Linked DNA regions of Mus musculus: region 2 is linked to region 1. Evidence: chromatin contacts called from public Hi-C data. All regions are on one chromosome and are shown on one strand. The core of a region is the stretch at or near the end of the contact, and the rest is flanking DNA. Distances in the headings are between cores, read along the strand shown. Region 1 overlaps Mamdc2 (MAM domain containing 2). Region 2 overlaps Gm34012 (a long non-coding RNA gene).

What was found. A called contact is a pair of places that touch in the nucleus more often than the background predicts.
Region 2: a contact with region 1 is called in a Hi-C map of muscle stem cells, with 2.8 times the contacts expected there. A contact is called at or near these places in 2 of 39 promoter capture datasets (embryonic stem cells and liver), 109 of 484 Hi-C or Micro-C datasets (B cells, the C10 cell line, CD8 T cells and 66 more), 18 of 130 datasets of targeted methods (CD8 T cells, bone marrow-derived dendritic cells, embryonic hindbrain and 6 more) and 1 of 9 other capture datasets (embryonic stem cells).

Annotation. Positions count from the first base shown.
Region 1 is chr19:23,372,487-23,376,917 of GRCm38.p6, forward strand. Mamdc2 (MAM domain containing 2) reads right to left here. Exons shown (of 14, transcript NM_174857.3): 5 at 1,432-1,569. Among named protein-coding and RNA genes, the nearest start is that of Mamdc2, 74 kb to the right of the region's middle.
Region 2 is chr19:23,505,747-23,509,784 of GRCm38.p6, forward strand. The region is part of intron 1 of Gm34012 (a long non-coding RNA gene); the gene reads left to right. Among named protein-coding and RNA genes, the nearest start is that of Gm34012, 11 kb to the left of the region's middle.

The sequences.
Region 1 (4,431 bases), core at 1,370-3,869:
CTATCTGTCACAATGGTTTTGAACTCACTTCTGAAACTGTAAGAAAGCCCCCAATTAAATGCTTTCTTTAGTAAGTTTCCATGGCAGCAGGGGTTGTTTATTGTGCTGGGGAACAAGTTCAGCATCTTGTGTAGGCTAGGCAAGTTCTCTTACCACTGAGCTGAGTTCCTGCAGGTGAGGTCTTAAAGAAGCCTGTAAAATAGAGGCTGAAAAGGAGCTAGCTAACCTTTTGTCAGTGCATATAGTAATTTTCTTTATATTGTTTTAAAACATATTCACTATTTTTTTTAATTATTTGAAAAAATTTTAAATATCCCCTTCTTTTTGAATTTAAGAAAAAATCCAAATACTTATTAAGTGGACTTACATTCTTATACAAGGTAATCAAAGATGACCACTCTGCACAGGTGTCAACTGTCTATTTTGCCACACTCACTTAGTCCGAAGGCCACCTGCTTAATCTATCTGGCCCTTGTGGAAAACTGAGTCTGAGATTCTGGGTACAAGGAGGAGGGGGAGTATTAACAAAGAGAGTGGTGTTGTCAAGATGTAGACTCCAGAGCCCAAGTGACCTGTAGAATGGATACACTGGACATAAAGTTGGAGACATGTTTTTAAACATTTAGATAATGAGAAACTGCAGTCAGTAAAGGACAGAGAGTAAGAAACCACAAACAGTTGCCTTGTGTCCAGCTAAGGGTCCACGCAGTCATGAGTAAATAATCAAAACTGAATGGACTCTTCACTATCTGTGAGGATGTATCAGGAGTGAAAATGCAAAGGATCCAATGTCCTTACGTTCGCTTTCGAGGAAAGCCAGGATCTTCGCAATACTTAGGAAAGACCACAGACTGGGGGACTGCTCTGTCTTGGAGATGAGGAGACATAGTGATTTACAAAACTACCAAGGCCAGATGTGACCAGTGAGACACCGGAGGAAGGACACCCTTGCTCTGGTCTACCTTCGGACTTTCTCCTGCCCTCGCTGTGAGAGCCTCTGCATTTTCCTTGCAGAGTGCTTGCGTACTTGGCCACCAGGGGGCCCTATTGCACCCTTCAGAAGGAATAATCATTAGCATTGGTGGTCTCATGGGAAATTCTTAAGGGCTGGTCACCCTGCGATCTATTTTTAATAAAGACAGCCTTGTCTTTAGAAATGAGAACAGCCAAATAGATAAGAAGTAAAACATTTCATGGGAATGTAAAAACAGCCAAGGTTATAGATGAGCCGAAGACTCACTCTGTGGCTTCCTTAGCTACATACAAGCTTATGTCTGCAGTTTTCTGTCTCATAGATTGTCCCTCTCTCCTGCCTCTTCCACCTGGTCTTCCATTGTGTCCCCACCCCTTATTCTGTCGACCAAAGCCAGGCAGTGGGAGTTGAAGGCAACGTTCACCCTGGAAAGAAGACTGCATTTGTGGTCGGCTCACCGTGCTCACTCCTGAAGGTGTGATCCTGTGGGAGGATGGAGTGGGTGTTCTTCGCAGTTCCTCCTCCCACGAACCAGTTCACATTGGGATTCCAGCGGTTCACAAAGCCACAGAGATGGTTTTCTTCAAAGTCACATTCTGGAGGAAGAGACGTAAACAGACATTTCATGGAGCTGCAGTTACACCGGGGGGGGGGGGGGACACCCATACTGACTGCATACTCTGACCTTAGTCATTCTAAGGGCTCTTTTTCTCAACCATCGACCAGAAATTCAGAACAATATCGGGCAAGGAGAGAGATCCAGTAATGAGTCGATGTTCTGATTCATCATTGCCTCTCTGAGCCCTTTCTCCTATTAGCCATGTGGCTTGTTGTTCTCCTATTAGCCATGTACAGCTCTCAGTATGTCCATGCTTGATATTAGCTGATGAGTTTTTGTCAGCCTACTAAATTAATCAATTGGTCAAAGTTTTGGTCCCGGGGCTACATCCAAGGTCTTGTATGTGTTCATCATGCACTTTACCAGTGACCTGTGTTCACAGCTCTAATGTGTCTATTTTACTGTACTATTTTAGAGTTATTCCTCAGCTCTAGACATTTTCTCCACCACCCTTTCTGTTCCCTGATGGCCCAGCCCTCCATCTCTCTGTGGCGAACAAGACTTCCAGAACTCAGAGGCACGTTTCCAAGATGCTGAAACCCCCCCCCCCCACTTGTCTGATGAGTAAGAGTCGAGTGAGAGTATGTGGGAGAGGAGCACACTGGGACCAGGGCCTTTCTGCAACTCCTGCCTAGAGATGAGGAAGACTGAAGTAAAATCTCTGTGCTTGGGAATGGTGTCGTGTTGCTTCTGTACATTGCTTCTCATCAACAAACTCTTTTAGCAGGGAATTTATAAACATAACTCAGCCGCTGACCCCATAATCCTGCAATTATCAAACAAAGGATGATTCCCGTCCTATTCTTCTCTACTGCTCCATCCCCCTTGTTGGGTTCCACCAAGGGAGGGGAAAGAGGTTGATATCAGGCTTAGAACCCATCTCCATCACTGCCAGACTACCATGGTGAGCTATGGCCCTTTATAGAAGGAACAGCCTAACCAGAAGTCTTGACCATACAACCACCCTTTCCACTTGCTAGTAATTCCTCTTCCTGTCCTGGCTAGGAAGCGAAGGGTCAAATATGGCCTTGACCATCCTTGGCTAGCCAGATGGCAGGTTATGAGTCATAGCTGGCTCTAATTCTGGTCACTGTGCCAGCACCTGTTGGCATTTTTACTTTGCAAGGCTTTGTGGTCTGGTTGATGTCAATGGGCTTTCTTCAAATTACAGAGGCGGATCCCCACCTCCACTCCCACACCCCACAGAGCCACCCCGTTCCCACCAGAATCCTAGCTGGGACAGTTGTCAGCGTGCACTGACAAATTTTAAAATTTCTTTTTTTTTTTTCAAATTACCACGGCAGTATCTGCCAACTGATGCTCAACATGTAGTGCCAAGGGCTGTCATGGAGTGGAATAAAAAGCAAAATCCTCCTTAGTGTGCCAGGCAGCAGCCTAAGCTTCTTCTATGAACTCACTTAATCCCCAGCATCGCTCCAGATAGACAGTGTTATGAATCCAATTGCACTGAAGGGGAACCAAGAGAAGAGGAGAACACAGAGCTAGGAAGGGTGACAGTGTGGCATCCTTTTTGTTGTAACCAAACCAGAAGCCACCGTATCATCTGGGGGCAAGAACTGAACGTTACTTCAGTGCCAGTACTTTGTCAACCACCCTTAACTCTACTTCTCAGCCATCACGGGAACCAGCTTCTGTCTTTCTTTCTTTCTTTCTTTCTTTCTTTCTTTCTCTCTCTCTCTCTCTCTCTCTCTCTCTCTCTCTCTCTCTCTCTCTCCCTCCCTCCCTCCCTCCCTCCCTCCCTCCCTCCCTCCCTCCCTCTCTCTCTCTCTCTCTCTTTCTTTCTTTCTTTCTTTCTTTCTTTTTTTACTGGCGATGAGGACAAGTGTGTGTGTGTGTGTGTGTGTGTGTGTGTATACATGCACGTGCCCACGTGCACATGCAGTCAGGGACTGATCCAGCGGAGCTCCCCAAATGTGTCTGACTGCTTCTGTGTGTGGAATGGCAGCACCCAGACTACTCAAAGGAGGAGACTGAATGGAAGTTCTCTGCATCTACATAAAGTACTTTTTTTTTTTTTTAGTCTCTTTTTCTTCGTTGCATTAGAGGTATCAGTGAAAGACCAAACATAGAAGCCAGAGCACAGGGCATTCATGTAGGCTCCTTGTTCAGGAGCAGCATTAACCCTTCACTGACTTCAGCTGAGTCTCCAGTCTAAATATTGTCAATGCTGAGGTGTCTCTCAGATCTACTGATTTTTTTTTTTCTTTTCTACTCTCTGATCCCAACCCCCCAGTTTAAGGTCCTCATTCTATAATCCCTACAAATCCGTGTTTCTTCTGGGATTTTCCTAGGTCCTATGTATCTGTATTTCCTTGTTTCCAGTTCATGGACACCACTGCCATCATCTTGAAGCCACAGCTGCATGCCTGTCCCCTGCAGGCTAACTCTAGCACCTCCCTACCTCATAATTCCAGAAAGCCAGGCTCCCTGCCCTGAGTCCTGTTTCTATAGGAAGCCCCCTGAGGGTTCTGACAACTCAGCTCTGGGGTCTGCACCTGTCTGCTCAGATCTCGCAGCCTCAGCCCCCCAAAGAACCCGTTCCTCCCATGTGCACCTTCGCAGACACCAGCCTCTCATCATGTAAAGTGTAATGGCCGGTGTCTAAGGAGGAATAGTCAGGCACCCGTGGACCAGGGACTATCCTCTCTTCCTGCCTTCTCAAAACTGTCACGTAGACAATTGATCCTGCCTACACCAGCTAGGATCTAAGTGACAATAGAGATCATTAAGATAGCAGCAGCAGCAGCAGCAGCAGCAGCAGCAGCAGCAGTTTAACAAGAAAGTAGATGACAGGATAGATTGTCTGCTCTTCTGGCAA
Region 2 (4,038 bases), core at 680-3,179, 130 kb after region 1:
TGTGTGCTCCAGATATGTCATCTAAAGACTCTCAGATAGTGTTTGTATCTTTGCGACTGGCTTATCTTACTTAGCATAATGTCCTCAAAGTTCATAGATAGGTGAGTTGTCTGTGGACTATTCTGGAGGTAAGATTACTTCCTATCTATGTGTTCAGTTGACCACCATACCCTCCCAGAATGTCATGAACAGCGATCCCCAGTATGGTCCGAACTAGCAAATAAAAGTTTAGTTGAATTCCTCCTGACAAAATCTGCATTGATTTTTTTTTAATCCATTATTTCTTTTTGGCTTGTTTTTGTCTATTTTCTGTCTGTCTGTCTGTCTGTTATTGTTTTTCCTCTCCAGATTGGCCTGGAACTCATTATGCAAACCAGGTTGGTCTGGAACTCATTATGTAAACCAGGTTGGTCTGGAACTCACAGAGTTTGCCTCCTGAGTATCATTTTTTAAAAATGTATATGGAATTTAAAAAATATCTTTTAGAGGTGGAACTACATCTCAGAAAATAACTTTAGGGAAAGTCTATGTTAGGGCTAGAACTCCAGAATACAGGGTCTACTTAGTCTTTGGTTCATCTTTTAAGAGAGAGGAGGTTTATACCAGGAGAACATCTTGTTCTCAGGCCTCTTACTTGCTCTCCTCTACTAATATCCAAAATGGGGCTGTTCCTTTTTAAGGCTGTATAATATTTCGTCAAATATGCAATCCACATTTTGTTGCCGTCAGCCAGCACCTGGAATGTTCATTTCCTTTGGTTGTAAACAGTGTGTGAACTTGGGTGAATAGATATCTAATCAATACCTTATTTTTCAATTCTTTTGAGTTTAATTGGTGACTTTTCTTTAGCACATTAAAATTTTAGCATTTTCCTACATATTAGAAGGATGATGACTAATAACCTAACTTTTCTCCTTGTGAGGGATTCAAAACCATAAAACTGGCAACAGCTTAAAAAAATATATTGTACTAATTAGCAGCTTCTGACGATTTGAGACAGAAATCGACTTGCACTATTCTGGGCTGGAAACACTGTATTGGAAATGTCTGAGATTCCCTTTGGTACCTAGTGAAGACTCTACCCGACAGGTAGAAAGACTGCGGGTGCCTTCAGGGATTGCCTTCTGCGATTCTCTCTCCCTCTCCTTTCTGTGTGCAGCTCCATTCCCCGCTCACAGTTACCACGCAGGAGAAAAACTATCATCCAGTTTTCCTCACCATCATATCTAGCTCCAGTCCCCATGAGGAGACTAGCCTAAATCTTTCAGTCCCGAACCCAAAATCTCAGGGAATAGATTGACAGAGCCGATCCTGTTACACTGCAGTCCACCCATGAACTGCAGTTGGGAATGTGTACGATGGTATATAAAATGTCTGCTCGCTCCACAATGATGTTGATATGGGGGTGGGAGGGTGAAACCTCCAGAACAACTATGATGCTTCTGCCACCTCAGAGGGATTGAAGAGTGAAGGGCAGCAGGATACGAAAGCGCCTGCCTGGACCCGCAGTAAACACCAAGCTCATTATCTACAGTCGAAAACAAACGGAGGAGGGGTCACCCCCAAAGGCTCCACCTGTGCTGGCCAATCTCCTGGAGTAGGAGGCGGAGGTTGTGGGAAACTCTAGAGTATAAACCTGCATTAATCAGCAGCCCGAACCCACACATAATGAGGCAAAGAAAAGGCCTGCTGGCTCCGAGATCTTTTGCACAGTCTTTTGTTTCACGGGGCAAGTCCCGGAAGAGTTACATGGAAAGGAACTGAGAAAAGAGTGCTCCCACAAACAGTGAGCAAGTCCAGAGGCCACAATTAATAGGAAGCGATAATGACACTCAAAGATCCTGGGCTGCAACACTTCCAGGAGAGGAAGCCCAGGGATAATTCTGAGGCATCTTATTTGGCAATGAGGTGGGGGCGGGGGAGGCAGTTGGCCACAGGAAGCACGGAGAAGTGTATTAAACCCCTGCTGAGAACAGAAGCTAAGCCCTACAGCATTTGCTGTCCGCTTCCAGGAAAAAAACCGTTTCTTCTGCTTGTTCATCGATTCTGAATGTTAAGTAAGTCTTTCCCGCAGTGGTTCCAGGTGCCAGGCCACTGAATCTCAGACAGCAAATGAAAAATGAGGCCTGCAAAAATGGAATCCTAACCCGACTGCTGTGAATATCACCAGCAGAAGCAGAAGCAGAGCACATCTGCAAACTGCTGGCTGGAGGACCATGGATCGCTGCCCTCCACACAAGCTTTTCATGGCCACGCTAGGGTATCCTCAGGTTTAGGAGCGAAGAAGGAGTGGATGGGAGAAAGAGAGATGAAAGAAACTGGCTTGTGAATTAAAATCTCTTTTTAGTAAAACACCGTTTCTCCAGCGCAAACTACTGACTTATACAAATTCCCGCACCTGATAGCCACAACTCTTTCGTGGCAAATAGGTTTATCAGTTATTATATGTGAGCATGTTCAGTCTCCACAGTGAGATTATGAACTCTCAGAAGGCAAAGGCAGAGGCCTACCTCCTTTGTTTAAGAGGAACCGATGTTCATTCCTTGTCTCCAGCATACATGGATGCACGGGATATTGCAGTATTGTACAGGTGCCTCCCAAGTATCCTACTGGATGATGAGCACCCACCGCTGAGAAACTAAGGCGCTGCAGAGCAGTGATTGGTCCAGATTCACACCGCGATTGAGCTGAGATCCAACACATGGCTATTGGAATAAAAAGCCTGGGCACCGTTCCTCCTCACCACACTATCTAATTGGCAGACACTGCTGTCCTCCAGCAAGCATCCTGATAGCAGTAAGAATTGCAACTATATTCAACACTTCCTCTAACCCATGTATTATGATAGATGCCTTGCATATATTGCTTCAGTTAGTTCTTATCATGGAAAAAGGAGTTCTATAGTATCCATATTCTCTAGCAGATGAACAAGCTAAGGCACATGGTTATTTAAATAGCCCTACACCTTATGACTTCTACAGTAGCGGTGACATCAAGAGCTGACCTAATCTGTCAGAGTATATATGTGCTTTTAATTATCATTGCATATTAATTTCAAGATATAAACACACACACACATACACACACACACATCAGGTTGTATATTTTGGTATCTACTCTATGCCAGAGTCTGAATTCACCCTAATTTAGCCCTTGTTAGAACCCTCAGAGCAAAACAGATATTCAGTAAATTGTGGAATGAATGAACACTGAGTTTCCATTAGGATCACTCATAGGGAAAGCTCAGAGACACCCTTGTATCTGCATTGCTAGCACCTTGGGTTCCAAACTGCAGAGGAGCAGGAGAGCTGTATGAATGCTAACCCTGTATGAGTGCTAGAAGCGTGGGGGCAGTTCAGACATGGAAGATGTTTTAGTTTGAAGATCAGTGTTTTCTGAGGTCCATGGTGACCCACGCGTGCCACAAGGCAGGTCTTCATTGGTTTGGCAGCATGCGGAATGAACTATGCCAGAAAAAGCAACCTTACAAGGAAAACAAACAAGGAGCCTTGAGCTAGGCTCAATTTTTACTGTTGCTCTATATTCATAACTCCATGCACATATACAATATATTTTGATCATATGCTCCACCACCATTATCCTGTCATCACCGTCTCTCCCCCATCCATAATGGAACATTGGTAGGAGTGGCCTTGTGCAGGTCTTATGCCTGTAACTACCACTGATGTGAGGATGTGTGTGAAATAGCTACGCCATGTTCTGGAGATACTGTTTCACAATATGCTAGAGTCTGAATTCCCCCATCTCTGGCTCTTATATGCTTCCTGCTTTCTCTTCTATGATGTTCTCTGAGCTTGAGGGAGTGACGTAGATGTCTGTTTAGAGCTAAGCACCTGCCTATCACTTACTCTCAGCACATTGACCAGTTAGGAGTCATTGCATTAACCATTGCCCGCTGCAAACAGAAGCTTTTCTGATAAAGGCTCAGCGCAGTGCTAATCTGTGGGTAAAAACTTAAGTAGTTAGAAGGTGGTTTGAGGCTACATCCTCAGTTGGGAAGCAGTAGTGCTGGCTTCC